Linked DNA regions of Mus musculus: region 2 is linked to region 1. A link is a contact called in public promoter capture Hi-C data. All regions are on one chromosome and are shown on one strand. The core of a region is the stretch at or near the end of the contact, and the rest is flanking DNA. Distances in the headings are between cores, read along the strand shown.

Region 1 (7,615 bases), core at 1,694-4,193:
TAAAAATTATTAATATTTTAATAATAGTTCAACGTGGACACTCGTGAGGGTGTTATGGACTGATGTTTTCTGGTGTGTTTTCTGGCCATACCTATCTCGAAAATATCCTGAATATAAACATGTATATGTTGTTTCTGAGAACTTAGACTTAAGAAAATATCATGGGCTGAAAATAGATGGCAGAGGTAGAGGTGTGGAGCCTTTGTGAACAGGGAGTGGGGGCGGGAAGGGCCCACAGCTCCAAGTTCCAGGTAAACACTGTCCACACTAAGCCTTGGTTTCCTTAATTGCCTATCAGGAATCATAGAAGTTGCTACTTTCTGGAACTGGTGCAAGAAGTAAATGAATTAATTAGATGAATTAAATGAAATTGTACTATGTTACCAGCTTGTTCCTTGAACAGTTAATGATTAGTCAAAGATATGGCTTTGGGGAGGCCATTAGTATCCACACATAAAAGGGACAGTCTGAAATGCCTGCCGTCCGTTTACAGTGTGGAGCGACCATCGTTGTCTTTCTAAACCATTTCCCTAATGGCAAGAGAAAACCCCACGACCACTAGATAATCATTCTCCACTCAGCTATCAGGGAGATTGTGGCATTATTAAAATGTCCCAAGGTCTGGGGAGATGGCCCAGTTGGTAAAGCTTTTGCCTTATATGCATAAAGACTTGGTTTGGATCCCCAGAACTGTAAATACGGACCTGGTGGTGTATACTTGTAATACCAGTTCCAGGGAGGTGGAAGCATGTGGATCCTTAGGGCTCACACATCATCTCAAGGAGTGGTGCCCAACACACACACACACACACACACACACACACACACACACACACACACACATTGTTCTTATGGTAAATTGCTTACCTTGCAAATGGGGCTTGCCAAATTGGAAAATAGGCTTTTCCATTGAAAATATGGAGAAGTCTCAGCTGTGTCCATGTGGAAAACAGCATTGGATCCCCAGAACCCATGTACGGTAAAACGATCTGGACATGGTAGCCCCATTGTAATCCCAGTGCTGGGGAGGTGGAGACAAGGGCAGTCCCTAGGGCTTGATGGACAGTCAGCCTAGCCTATGTGGTAAGATCTAAGTCAGAGAGAGTCCTTGTCTCAAAAGGAAGGTGGGCAGTGCCTGAGGAATGAATGACACCTGAGGTTGGTCTCTGCCCGCCCTACCCCCATCCCCCTTTATGCTATAATGAGCAGGTGGGGGAGGGATTTAAAATGGAGCAGTATTATATAGGTGTAAATAAAGTATAGAAAGCCTGAAAAAGAACACATTACAATAGTAGCAACTGAGCTTTTAAAGCCCCCTCTCTTCAAATGTATTTGTCTTTTGTTTTAAACTGGAAATAATATGTGGACAAATAGCAAAGCTGCAAATGCCATGGAGAAGCCGGAATGCTGCAGCAGGTTTTGGGAACCCTGTTTAACATGGTGTGTAACGCTCACAACTTGAAGGGCTCATAGGTGTTAACAGTGTCTCCCTGTGCCACACAACCACACAAATGAGAGATCTATACCTGCTGCTGTGTCATTCTGGAAGCTTCCTGGGCACCCTGTTTAATTGCATCTCTACTGATCATCACAGGGACTTTCGGTGCCGGTCGTCTCAAGGAGGCTCAGCTGCCTGTGATTGAGAACAAGGTGTGCAACCGCGTCGAGTATCTGAACAACAGAGTCAAATCCACGGAGCTCTGTGCCGGGCAACTGGCTGGTGGCGTCGACAGCTGCCAGGTAAGAGAAGAGACCGAGATGGTCTTGGGTTGACACGTCTCTGCCCCTTGGACTTTCAGTCTGAGAGGATTTGACAACTCATGGCCTGCGGAGGAATCCCACAGAGAGACAACACAAAGATAGCCTCCCATAATATACCGGTGTAGCTCACTTCTCATATGGACTCTTCCCTCCCTCATCTAGGGCGACAGTGGAGGACCTCTGGTTTGCTTCGAGAAGGACAAGTACATTTTACAAGGAGTCACTTCTTGGGGTCTTGGCTGTGCTCGCCCCAATAAGCCTGGTGTCTACGTTCGTGTCTCACGGTTTGTTGATTGGATTGAAAGGGAGATGAGGAATAACTGACTAGGTGGAAGGCCGAGCAAAACCTCTGCTTACTAAAGCTTACTGAATATGGGGAGAGGGCTTAGGGTGTTTGGAAAAACTGACAGTAATCAAACTGGGACACTACACTGAACCACAGCTTCCTGTCGCCCCTCAGCCCCTCCCCTTTTTTTGTATTATTGTGGGTAAAATTTTCCTGTCTGTGGACTTCTGGATTTTGTGACAATAGACCATCACTGCTGTGACCTTTGTTGAAAATAAACTCGATACTTACTTTGATCTGAGTTGGTTTTTTGGGGAAGGGAAGTCTTCAATATTTTCATATTCTCTGTTTACCCTAACAATTTAAAAGCAACCGACTGAAAGTGATTCAGTTTGTTTTCCCAAGGGCCAGCTTCACGAAGGACTAAACAGACAATAGGGTCACCGAGAGGAGAACTGAAAGTCTTGGCGAGTCCCTCGTACATTGACCTCATCAGCTAACGACAGCCTGACATACGTCTTCAACGTCTTCCTTTCTGACACTGAGAATATTGGAAGCTGCCGCATGTACGGGGAGTCAGGGGACTGAGTTCTATTCTGGTACTGACGACTGGGCTTCAGCCCAGATCCCAGGATGTGTAGCTGAGTCGTGGCATAGGCTAGGTGAGGGAAACCTAATATAAGACCAGCCGAGAGTCTGAACGGTATTGTAGGTCACATCCGAGTCCACGAACAGGGAGTGCTGGGAGCCCATAAAGGAGCAACAAGCCACCATCGAAGTGATGTTATTTCCCAGTTTGGAGACAGTAAGCAACACACACATGTTATGTGGGATAGTGTTTGACAGTGGCACATGTTCAGAGGGAGGAGAAAGGATAGATATTTTTAAAAACAGTTTAAAAATCGTTTATTGTTATGAAACAGAACTACCAACTTGAAATGCAATCCAAAGGCAGCAGGGTGGACAAGAGCCGTGCTACAGCCACGAAACACGCAGGCAGCCGGGCCACAAACGCCTGTGTACACAGTGGGTGTGGCAATGAATACCCCAAAGGCTGTTGGGGAACTGAGCATCACACTCCGTTCTCCTGTGCTTTATGATTAAACATCTGTCTAACAGTCACACACATCTTCTCCAGTGTTGCAAACATAGTATGCTCTCCACAAGTGAAATAGTTCCTCCCCCCACCCCCCCACACACATTGGCAAGGTTTCTCTTTGATGCTAATTTTGCCTGTCCACACTGAGTTTGAAGTTTAAGACACAGTCAGCCTAACATACATACCGAGTTTGAAAATAAACCAAGAACTGCACACCATATAGAATACTGTGTTTACATTTGAGTCTCTGCTCCAGAAGGCTTGATTAAAAAAAAAAAAAAGAAAGAAAGAAAAAGTCCAGTTCCTCATTAGTATCTCCTCCAACACTTACAAGTCAAATTGGCTGCTAATTCTTTTAAGTTTGAATACAATTGACTTTTATCATTAAGTGGCAACAAATGTATTTGGTTTTGTTTTTTGTTTTGTTTTTCCTCCCAAGACAAGTCAAAAATGCGAAGATGGAATGAAAAAAGTCTGTGCTTTGGACTCTCAGTCACAGGCACCCCTGGAACGGAATTCACAAATATGACATAATTATCCCTTTACTTTTTAAATTCTAAGACCTGGGAAATCCAAATCCGTGCTTTGTTTTCTTCCTCAATAAAGAGCCTGTGATTACAGTGGTCCTCTGAAGGAGGTGGTGAAATATCTGGGGCCTGGGGACTGCAGCATGACTTCACAATACCACAGCCAGGTCCTCTGTTGTGTTGCATTTAAGGAGCTGTGCCTAACCTGGGATCTGGGACCTCAGCACCTGCAGGAGACAGGAGGGGAGCAGCGCCGGACATGTCGGCCCTGCGAAGGCTTGTATTCGGAGCTCAAGGGAAGAAATAGCAGTTCTCAGACTCTTCAGAACACTCTTCACTGCGGTGTGTTGATCAGATCAGCTGAGCGCACTTCTGGACACGTGCCAGGCCTTGGTTTGTTCATCCTGCTTCCTGGATGGTACTGTCTTGTCCTGAGAACTGGAGAACTGGTTGGGGCCTTTTCATCTCTCCTTACCTAATGGGTGAGAGACTTGCTGAATGAGAACCTAGCCAGAATCCGGGTACCTACTGGGTCTTCATGAAACAGGTCCAAGATTATGTGTTCCCCGAAGCTTGGGCAGCATGATAAATCTTCATCTTATACCTTATAAAATACTCCGAAATCTTTACGGTTCCTTGGAAGGGCGCCACCTAGAGGAGGCGAAGCACACTGCACAGGCATATTCCAGTCTTCTCTGGTCCTCCAGGCAACACAGGGGCCTCAGACATCAGAAGTAGAAACCTGGGTTTTCTTTTTTCTGCCACACTGATGCAACTGTGAACTGATGAGACAAAGGCAAACAGGGAAAGGTCTCGTGAAAGATCATACAATGACTTAAGGTCACAGCGGTTCACAACCTATGCATCATGACCCCTTGGGTGGGGGGGCTTGACAGACCCTTTCACAGGGATCACCTAAGAGCAACTGCATATCAGTTTCAATTCAAAATGGTAGCCAAATTACAGTTATGACGTTGCAACGAAATACTTTTGTGGTTGGGGGTCACTACATCATGAAGAACTGTATTTAAAGGGTTGCAGCATCAGGAAGGTTAAGAACCACTAGGCAGACATAAGCAGGATGTCTCACAGGGAAGAACGCAGAGCACAGAGAGCAGGATGCCCCACAGGGAAGAATGCAGAGCACAGAGAGCAGGGTGCCCCACAGGGAAGAATGCAGAGCACAGACAGCAGGATGCCTCACAGGCTAAGAATGAAGAGCACATAGTTCCTTCTTACTGTTGACCCATAACCCTGGCCTAAGTGAGGCACACATAAGCCCAGCAGTTATATGCTGTAAAGCCTTTATGATTTCCCAGTGAGGATAAAAACATTTCTATTTCACAAAATTGTTCTGAGTATCAAATGAAAGAGCATATGTTAAAACCATGAAGCACATAGATATTTTAAAATATCAATGCCTATGTTCTTCCCCCCAAAAGGGGGGAAAAAACCCTCTGAGATGACCACAATTTAGTCTTTTAAAAATACATGTTTTGGGATGGAGAGATGGCTCAGCGGTTAAGAGCACCATTTGCTCTTGCAGAGGTCCTGAGTTCAATTCCCAGCAACCACATGGTGGCTCACAACCATCTGTAGTGGGATTTGGTGCCCTCTTCTGGTGGAGGACAATTACAGTGCACCCATAAATACAATAAACAAATCTTTAAAAAAATTCATGTTTGATAACTTTTAAAATTTAGATGTCTACCCTTAGTTTCTGCTTCACTAAGATTAGCTACTTGCCTTTAATATATTTTACTTTAATATAGCACTATATTATTTTTAATTATGCAAATAACATCATCTAATTGAGACCAATCAAACACTACAGAATTACATTACAGAAAGAGACTGGCCTTCCCATCCATGCCCTTCCCTCCCATAGCCTTCTCCACGGGGGTGGGGGTGGGGAGGGGACTAGTGGTTACTTATTTTTAAAGTAATATGATCATTTTAAAAAAGATTTATTTATTCATTTAATGAATATGAGTATACTCTAGCTGTCTTCAGACACACCAGAAGAGGGCATTGGGTCCCATTACAGATGGTGGTGAGCCACTGTGTGGTTGCTGGGATTTGAACTCAGGACCTCTGCAAGAGCCATTTCTCTAGCCCCCAATTTGATCATTTTTAAAAATCATTCCACATTCTTGTTTCTATCTTTCTATTGAGATAGATTTCAGAGGAAATGGTTTTTTAAAAAAGCATGCATGATATTTTTTTTGTAAATATAACTCTTCAAATTTATGTATTGGTTAGAAATTAACCCATATATAACCAGAAAACAATATAGCTATTCCCTCCAGAACTTGATCTCTTTCTTTCTCTCCTGCTGTCTGCCTATCTGTCTGTCTGTCTACCTACCTACCAACTCCTTATTTATCACAGATGTGTCTGTTGTGTCTTTCTTATCTTTATTTCTAACTTATGCATTTATCTAGTAATCATTTACCCATTGTCTTATCTCTTCATCAAATTTCAATGTACCATTGTCTATCTTCCTTTGTTCCTATCTGTCGCTAGCTTCCTTCCGTCTGTCATATATGTCCCCGTGTATCTGTCGCTAGCTTCCTTCCGTCTGTCATATATGTCCCCGTGTGTCTACAGAGACAGATTCCTGGGCTTTTTGTTTCCCTTGATAATGAAGCTTGAGGAGCATCCGGGTCATTCTGTGGGGACAGGGGCCACTTCTTTCCATTTTGGAGGGTAGTTCGTACCCTTATGTGCTGCCATTTTTCTGGTGCACATCTGAGCTTTGCCATGGCTCATCCCCAGCCCCTGGTTTAAATCACTTCTGAGTTTTAACACCTTACTAGGGAACACTCCTCAGCCACATTTTAAAAATAGCCCCCATTCTTTTTATAGCTTCACGTTCTTCTCACGTTAACCCGTTTAATCTTTTAACTGTTTTAAGGTACTATCTGAAGACTTAATGTCGTTTCCCCTGTGGATAATCAATGCCCCCTGGCTTAACAAGATGCTCCCGTCTAGGAAATGTTGAATCTTGTGCAGTACCTGCCAAGCTTTTCTACGTCTTCCACCGTCTCCGGCAAGGCAATGCCCTTCGTTTCAGGCAAAAGCATCACGAGGCCACCACAGACAGACGCCAGGATCCCTGCGGGATGAGGGAGAGGCATAACTACCCACACACACACACCCTTCCCGCCTTGATGCTCACTCTGTGCCCTTACCTGCCTCCAACAAACTCATTCCATGGTTCACCATGACCAGATTTCCGGCCTTTCAACCTTTCTTCATCTTCCTCAGTTCTGCACAGCTCATGGTCCCTGTGCTCTTGGTGTATACTGAGGGTCACTCGGGTGACACATGTGGTAGGGACACATGCTGAGAAATGTGGCGCTATCATTGTTGTGTCACCACCATGATGTGGATGCAGATAAACTAAGACGTCAATGACATCACTGGGTGATACAGTCTTTAGGTGCCACCGTGTTGGCTGTGAGGCTGCCTGTGATATATGACTGAGCTTACAGAGCACCTGGCAAGAACGAGCCACTCCAGGTCTCTTCCATTCACTGAGAAGGCAGATGGTGGACAGGAGCCCCCTCTGCCTCTGTTTCTCAGCCCTGGAGCTTAGCTGTACTCACTCCTGGTGACCTTCCTGTCACATTACACTTAAGATCTCTGCCTCTGCCTCTGCCTCAGGGTAAAGCCTTGTCTATGCCTGTCTTTGGGGATTGCCCACAGAGTGTTTAACCCATATCCCAGGCACCCTCAGTCTATCCTCAGAAGCATTCAAACACATTTACCCTCTTCAGTGAGCCCCCAGCCTCACATCACCCCCTGATAATCTCCTCTCTTTGCTGTTCTTTATCTTTACACATGAACTTCTGGAAAGAGCATTGGCTATTTCTTCTCCCTCATCATAGACTAACAGATGTGCAGGTAAATGCTAACATCTGGATCCTGAAAATACAG
Region 2 (7,615 bases), core at 2,261-4,760, 500 kb after region 1:
TCTGTAATGGGATCTGATGCCCTCTTCTGGTGTGTGTCTGAAGACTGCTGCAGTGTACTCATATAAATAAAAAAATAAAATAAATCTTAAAAAAAAAAAAAAGATGCCAGTATAACAACAGGAAGTGCAGTGCTAACATCCTGGACTAACGGGTCTCAGTCACCCAGCAATACCAACTTGCAATACCGACTGACCTCAGTTTGTACAGAGAATGGGAACACAAACTCCTATGGACTACTGCAAAAACCAAATGTCACAGGATCCAGCCAAGGCCCACCATGTAGAATACCCTCAAGAAAATAATGTAAGCACACCTAACACCAAGAACTAACCAAAACTCTCTGGCGTCTCTGCGTGTTGCTAGAGATTACACACGCAAGGTAGCGGCGCTCTCAGAGCTGTGCCCCCAGCTCTGGACCTTCTGTGTATCATGGATGAAACAGCCTCCAGCATGCATTACCAATGAATAACTTGCAGTTCCTGGCCTTCCCACTTAAAATTCTGAGACAAAGTCTTACTAAGTTATTCAGGCAAGCCTAGAATTTGAGATTCTTCCAAGTCAACCTCTTGACAGCAGGAATTATTGACCCTTGTCACCAAAAACAACTGATCTTGTTCCCCCACCCCCTCTATTTTTAAACAGGATCTCACTATATATCCCCAACTAGATGGAACTTCCTTGGTAGACCAGATTGGTCCTAAACTCAAGAGATCTGCTTCTACCATACCACACCAAATTTTTGTTTCTTTTCTGCTTTCTTTTTTTGTTTCTTGAGACAGGGTTTCTCTGTGTACCCCTGACATTCCTGGAACTCACACTGTAGACCAAGCTGCCCTTGACCATGGAGATCTCTTGCCTCTGAGACCTCCCGAGTGCTGGGATTAAAGGCATGCACCACCATTCCTAGCCGAATGTTTACCTTTTAAGTAAATACATAGAAATACAAGTACCGAGTCTGAGGACGCCTCCCACGGGGTGGGCTGGTAGACCATGAAGTTGATTCCTGCTTCTAAGCACCGCTGTGCCAGCACTCGCCCAATGCTCTCACAAGCCACCACGTTTCTGGTACTATAAAGGTGTTTTTTAATAGCCCATTCTCGAGTGGATGCTGAAACAACAACCTGGCCGTTAAGATGCTCAACAAATGCTTCTACGTGATGCTGAGTCTTTACAACTCGCAACCTAAACGGGGAGAAAAGAGTTATAAAACAATCTATTAACAAAAAGTTGGGCCACTTAAGGTGAATAAACGCCTACGTGTTCTTCAAGAATTTGGTGAGCCCACTGTTAAGACAGTTCAATGGGTAAAGATGCTTCCTACCAAGGCCAACAACCTGCATTCAACCCCCAGGGCTCACAAGGTGGACCATGATCTAAGTATATGCGGTATATGCATGAACCTGTGACTATATGCACATACCAATCAACTGAAAAAAAAAAAAAAAAAACAATAAAAACAAACTGGAATGGGATTTGTTGATGCCCTCTTCTGCTGTGTCTGAAGACAGCGACAGTGTACTTACAACAATAAAAATGTGTAATTACAAAAAAACCAACCAAATAAACAAAAACCAGAAAAATCCCACTGTAACAAAAATAATAACCACCGTAAAAAGATAACCCCTACAATGATAATAATGTAGTTTAAATAGTTGAATTAAGAGCTGGAGAGATGGCTCGGCGGTTAAGAGCACTGACTGCTCTTCTAGAGGTCCTGAGTTCAATTCCCAGCAACCACATGGTGGCTCACAACCATCTGTAATGGGATCCGATGCCCTCTTCTGGTATGTCTGAAAACAGAGACAGTGTATACCCATACACAAAATAAATAAGTCTTAAAAAAAAAAAAAGTTAAATTAAAAAAAAAAAAAAAAAAAAGACATACAGCCGGGCGTGGTGGCGCATGACTTTAATCCCAGCACTCGGGAGGCAGAGGCAGGTGGATTTCTGAGTTTGAGGCCAGCCAAAAAAAAAAAAAAAAAAAAAAGACATACATTTAAAGCATCTAGCATAACTGCTTGTAAATCCAATGCTTTCAGTTAGTAGCCATCTTGGGGCTGGGGAGTGCAGTTCAGAGGTAAAGCACTTGCTTTGTGTGATGAAGGTACTCATCTAAACTGCGTAGTTCTCCCAAAATAAAATTTAACATTTATTTCCATGTGTATGATTATTTTTGGGAATGTATCGCTGTGTGCCAAGGTCAGAAGAGGGTGTCAGATCCCTGGGAACTGGAATTACAGACCATTGTAAGCTGCCTGGGTCCTCAGTGAACTCAGTAAGTGCTTTAAATGAATACAAATTTTAAAATGTATTTCATAAAATGTTTCTATTAATGAACTTTTAACCTTTATTCCCCCCATTAAAAAATCATTAAGGCTCAAACTTTACCCTAATGTGCACGCTAATAACTAATTCTACTTAGCACTCTATTCTGTAACAGCTTACACACACACACCTTTACTTACTGAACAGGTAGGTACACAGGCCTGTCAGTTCCAGACACTCAATCCCAGCCTCCTAGCCTCCTTTGCTAGAATAGCCTTCATGGCAAATGATTTCGCGGCTTCCTGTCCTTTAGATCTCAGCTTTTTGACATGTCACCTTCAGAGAGGCCTCAGGACATAGCCGCTTATTCTCAAATTACCGTTTAAGTTTTCTTCAAGGCAACTAACTAGTTGCTTGCTCCAAGGTCGCTTTCTACCCACATGTCATCTTCCTGACACATCCCGAGGCTTACCTGGCAGGATCAGTCAGGGGATTGGTGAAATTGGTAAGGTGCTAAGCACAGCTTAGTCAGTCACAAGCCGACTTTAATTACCTGTGCCAGAACTCACGGTTAGGCCACACGGTAGCCCAGCCCCGTTCTTTCCGAGCTACCCCTAAGAGCTCCAGATTCCGAGGGTTCCGGTTGGTGAACTCCGGGGCCACCGCTTCGTTTTCCTTACTCTCCACGTCGGGCTGCACGGCCGGCACGGAACTGGTTGAGAGGGCTGCGAACCCACACTCTAGAAAATGAAAAAGATCACATGCATCTTTCACTTTCCCACATCAGGTACAAAATCGCATTTGCAAATGCACACGTACTGTGCACAGAGCGCAGGCAAGGAGGTGGGGCGAGATTAGTTACCCAGTTTCCTGCAAACTGACAGACATTTCCAGAACCGCGGCCGAAGCGCCATGGCTGACGGGACCTGGGCAAAGTCACACAGTGCCCTATCTTCCTTTGCTCAGGGTCGTCTCGGGGAACAACTAGTCGCAGCCATGTTAACTGTGGGTAAAGCTACAAGGGCCGGCAGTACCTCGGTGTCTCAAGGACCCGGAACTAACAAGCTCCCTGGTGCTGAGTGGCCGAGTGAGCGATCGGTATCCCTGGCTCACCAATCACCGCAGACGTTGAGGCGGAGGGCGGGACACGCTAGCCGTGGCCAAGAGCCTGACTTCCGTTTTCCACTTTCGCGCCTTTCTTCTACTGTCTCTAGTTGACCCAGCGTCCCGCAGCCCCCTACTTCCGGCGTTTTCAGTTTTTCGCCCCGCCCAGCCCTCGTCTGTCAATCCCTACCGCTTTCCCGGCAGACCTTGCGGTTGGTGGAGCGTGGAGAGCGCGCAGGGCGTGTTACCCAGCAGGCCCCGCGGCATCGCTCGGGCCTTTCCACGCCGTGGTCCCCGCCGTGGTGGCCGTTAAACGGTCTCAGAGCGGAGCTATCGGTTGTCTGCGGCCGTAGTGAGCTTTGCTTCGTTTCCTGAAGATGGAGGGTCCTTTGTCCGTGTTCGGGGACCGCAGCACTGGGGAGGCGGTCCGCTCCCAGAATGGTAAGGGCGAGAGAATGGTAAGGGTCCAGCTCGCGGCGGCGCAGGCCGAAGCCCAGCCGCAGTCCGTAGGCCGGGGCTGTCCGCCGGGCCCAGTGAAGTTCCTTCAGGAGAAGCCCAGCCATCCCGGATCCGCCCTCACTAGCGGCCGGCTCGGCGCCATTGCGCCCTACCGTGTAAGGGAAGAATGTTCGAGAATGCACACGGTTGGGGGAGGCGTTCAAGATGGGTGTGGGCGTCCGTGCCCCAATACCTAGTAGAGGAGCTCCAGATAGACTTCTCCGCCACTCCCCTCTGCTCCTTTGTTGGGTTCCAAGCCGGTTGGAGCACCTCTGACATAGCCAGAAAAGAGTAGCTTTCACCGGTTCCATTGGCCCTTGAGAAGATGCTCATAGAATCTAGGTGGCTTTTGCGTTGCTTCCCTTCCCTGGTCTGGTTCTTGGATGCCCAGAATCTGCAGGTGACAGCTGCTCCCCCAGTAAAACGTAACGGAATGCAAACTGAACGTTATTAAGCGATACTTTTAGCTGCCTTTATCGTGGTTAACTTTAATACGAGTAAGCACGTGGTTTGCTGTGGTTGAATTTGTTCTTGAAAGCATTCCCTTGCAGGAACCGTGTTCTGTGTTGTGCTTTTTTTTTTTTTTTAAACAACTCTCTTAGAAATTACTACTACTTTATCCTGGTGAACTATCTAATATTCTTACTAAACTTGCCAGAGTCTGAAGAGAAAGGCTGAACTTAAAGGGTTTTTTCCCCCCTAGTGTAGTAGTAAGGAATGAACTTAAGATTGCTTATAATTTGAGGCATTAAAATCTTTGCAATCGGTGATATACCAATACTAAATAGAAAAAAGAATAGTTAACCTTCACTGGTCCTTAAGTAAGTGATTCCCCCCCCCCCCCACACACACACACACACACACACACAGGGTTTCACTGTATAGCTGTGGCTGTCCTGGAAGCAACTTTGTAGACCAGGCTGGCCTCGAACTCAGAAATCTGCCTGCCTCTGCCTCCCGAGTGCTGGGATTAAAGGCGTGCGCCGCCACACCCGGCTTGATTTTTTTTTTTTTAAATAGTAATTACAGACTTTAGATTTTAGCAAATCATAGGTAGTTGAGTGTCATAGTTTATGTGTTGTTCTAATTAGTTTTCACTGTTCATCTACAGTTATGGCTGCAGCTTCTATTGCCAACATTGTTAAAAGTTCTTTTGGGCCAGTTGGCTTGGATAAAATGTTGGTGGATGATATTGGTGTAAGTATATATCTAATTGCTCTTGCTTGCCTTGATAAAAGTACATTGTTTTAAATTTCAAAAAAAAATCTTTGGTAAAGTCTTTGTTTTTACCTGAGTATGGATGGCATCCTAGAGCTTGGTTTCTGTGTTGACCACTTATTCCTTCATATTTCTTAGGATGTAACCATTACTAACGATGGTGCCACCATCCTGAAGTTACTGGAGGTAGAACATCCCGCAGCCAAAGTTCTGTGTGAGCTGGCTGACCTGCAAGACAAAGAAGTTGGAGATGGAACTACCTCAGTGGTGAGACGCTACCAGGAAATGGCTAGAGAATAGTCAATTTATTAGAGTTGAATCCATGAGAGAGTCATACTCTAGGTCAGAAATAAGTCACCTTTTAAGGCAGTCTCACAAACTTTTGAAAACTAACCATTGTAACTAGTTTGTGTAATTTAAGTAAGGGAAGAACTTAAGGTGATTAAATAAATACAAGCTTGTTTTAAATACTGGAGTCTCGTGAATTTGGAGCCTTATTTAAACCTACTTAACCATGATGATGTTCATGTAGAAAATGTTACCAGGTTTGGACTTTTTTCTTTGTTGTTTAATAGATACTTTTGTATTTTAAATGTGAACAAGAAATCTTTGGAATTCAAAATAGAAATTTGCAGAAGTTAATTTGCTACCATATAGTGCTAATGGCTAGTCAGCAAACATGGCGAATAGTGTAACATTTTGTGAGTTAGCCTGCTTAAGTAGTAAAATACTGTTTGGTGAGGCAGATTTTAGACCTGGCAAAATAAATGGTGAGGGAAAAGTATTTATAGACTTACCCTTTACTAGGAAAGAATTGAATCTGTTTTTAAATAGTGAAAATGGACTTTATCTAATTTGTTCATAGACAATGTAACTTAAAAATAACCTTAATTCCACTCGAAAGAAGAAAAGTTTTTTGGAGATTTTGTTTTGTTTTATTATTAAGAAAACTGGTTTTTCACAGTGTTCTCTATTTTAAATGATCTTAAGATTTTATTGAAATTACTGGAATGATACCAGTCATTTCCATTGATTGCTATCTAGCTCTTGTTGCAGTAAGTCTGTAAATGTAATGGATATAAATTCTGCTGTATTAGATTTTTAGCATTTTCTGGCTTTTCCAGCTTGGACCATTTCCATAGAATACTTTTAGGTTTTTTGAGGCAGGATTTCTCTGTGTAGCCCTGACTGTCCTGGAGCTCACTTTGTAGACCAGGCTGGCCTCGAACTCAGAAATCCGCCTGCCTCTACCTCCCAAGTGCTAGGATTAAAGGCATGCGCCACCACGCCTGGCACAGAATACTTCCTAGTGGTCTCTATGTTGTGTTTTCAACGAGTTGCTACTCACTTGTCTACTGTGGTATTAATAATACCTGCTTAATAATCATGTTTTCCTGTTGTGCATATTGAGTGCCATGCATATTTAAAGCAATGCTTGATCAACAGGTAATCATTGCAGCGGAGCTTCTGAAAAATGCAGATGAGCTAGTCAAACAGAAAATTCATCCAACATCAGTTATTAGTGGCTATCGTCTTGCCTGCAAGTAAGATTGCTTTCAAAAACATGTTATTTTGTGGAATAGTAGTAAATTGTATCTTAATGTTGTAGCTAAGCGTTAAGTTGGAACTGTTGCATCTTAGCATTCAAGTGCTCACCTGGAGTACTAAGCTCCGTGTACTTTTCCCATTTGACTACCACATTTTTCTCCTAATAGAGTTTAGTGGCTATGCTTATGGGATAGATGAAAGGTGCCATGATCTGAAGAGGGGGAGCTGTCCTGTGTCTTTCCTCTATATGAAATGGCTGAACAGAAACCATTCCCTGTGATATTTGACAATGTGTTAAATGTGGTGAGATGCAAAACTTTGGAGTGGTGTGTTTCTATTTTTCTTTTCCACATTCTTAACAGGGAAGCGGTGCGTTATATCAATGAGAACCTGATTATTAACACAGACGAACTTGGAAGAGACTGTCTGATCAATGCTGCTAAGACATCCATGTCATCCAAAATTATTGGAATGTATCCTTGAATGTTCCTGTGCAGTTTGGCCCTAACTCCTTTTGCTCTAAAAAAAATGACTTTTTGGAATATTAGTTTTCTGCAGTAAAATTTAAAGTGCCATTTATTGCAAATTGATCTTATTAGAGAGAAACAACTGATCCTGCTACCACCTTTCCAACATTTCTATGGTGAAAACTGCATTTGAAGTACAGATGGTGGTGGTATATATGCACAAGTCACTTTGATTGTAGTTACAATACTTTTCCTCACTGGTGAATTATTTTGCTAAAAGTAAGTCTAGTTGAGTAGCTTTTTGGTCCCTGGGCCTTTTGTTTTGTTGTTTCAGCTATCCTTAACTGTTGTCTCAGAAATGGTGATTACTTTGCTAATATGGTAGTAGATGCTGTGCTTGCTGTTAAATACACAGATGCCAGAGGCCAGCCTCGCTATCCAGTCAATTCTGTTAATATTCTGAAAGCCCATGGGAGAAGTCAGATAGAAAGCATGCTGATCAATGGCTATGCGC

The links. Promoter capture Hi-C pulls out the DNA fragments that hold promoters and counts their contacts.
Region 2: a promoter capture Hi-C map of hippocampal neurons shows a contact between it and region 1, with 2.7 times the contacts expected there. The contact joins the promoter of Tcp1 here to the enhancer-like site in region 1. A contact is called at or near these places in 12 of 39 promoter capture datasets (the 3T3-L1 cell line, 3T3-L1-derived adipocytes, the HPC-7 cell line and 8 more), 2 of 484 Hi-C or Micro-C datasets (cortical neurons and muscle stem cells), 3 of 115 datasets of contacts at active chromatin or transcription factors (the NIH/3T3 cell line, T-cell acute lymphoblastic leukemia and stem cell-derived neural progenitor cells) and 1 of 9 other capture datasets (adipose tissue).

What each region holds. Positions count from the first base shown.
Region 1 is chr17:12,417,043-12,424,657 of GRCm38.p6, forward strand. Plg (plasminogen) reads left to right here. Exons shown (of 19, transcript NM_008877.3): 18 at 1,595-1,740; 19 at 1,924-2,342. The coding sequence ends at 2,085. It overlaps Slc22a3 (solute carrier family 22 (organic cation transporter), member 3), which reads right to left. Exons shown (of 11, transcript NM_011395.2): 10 at 6,692-6,791; 11 at 2,930-4,455. The coding sequence ends at 4,395. Among named protein-coding and RNA genes, the nearest start is that of Plg, 42 kb to the left of the region's middle. Within about 2 kb of position 2,944, at least 10 of the 459 cell types and tissues checked have an H3K27ac peak or open chromatin away from gene starts, as enhancers often do. A contact at or near this core is called in hippocampal neurons, where this site is marked.
Region 2 is chr17:12,912,819-12,920,433 of GRCm38.p6, forward strand. It overlaps Tcp1 (t-complex protein 1), which reads left to right and starts at 3,511. Exons shown (of 12, transcript NM_013686.4): 1 at 3,511-3,811; 2 at 4,980-5,065; 3 at 5,225-5,353; 4 at 6,533-6,630; 5 at 6,997-7,107; 6 at 7,458-7,615. The coding sequence starts at 3,748. Mrpl18 (mitochondrial ribosomal protein L18) reads right to left here and starts at 3,273. Exons shown (of 4, transcript NM_026310.3): 1 at 3,129-3,273; 2 at 2,820-3,006; 3 at 952-1,183. The coding sequence starts at 3,180. LOC115488839 (a small nucleolar RNA gene) reads left to right here and starts at 6,767; the gene lies at 6,767-6,904.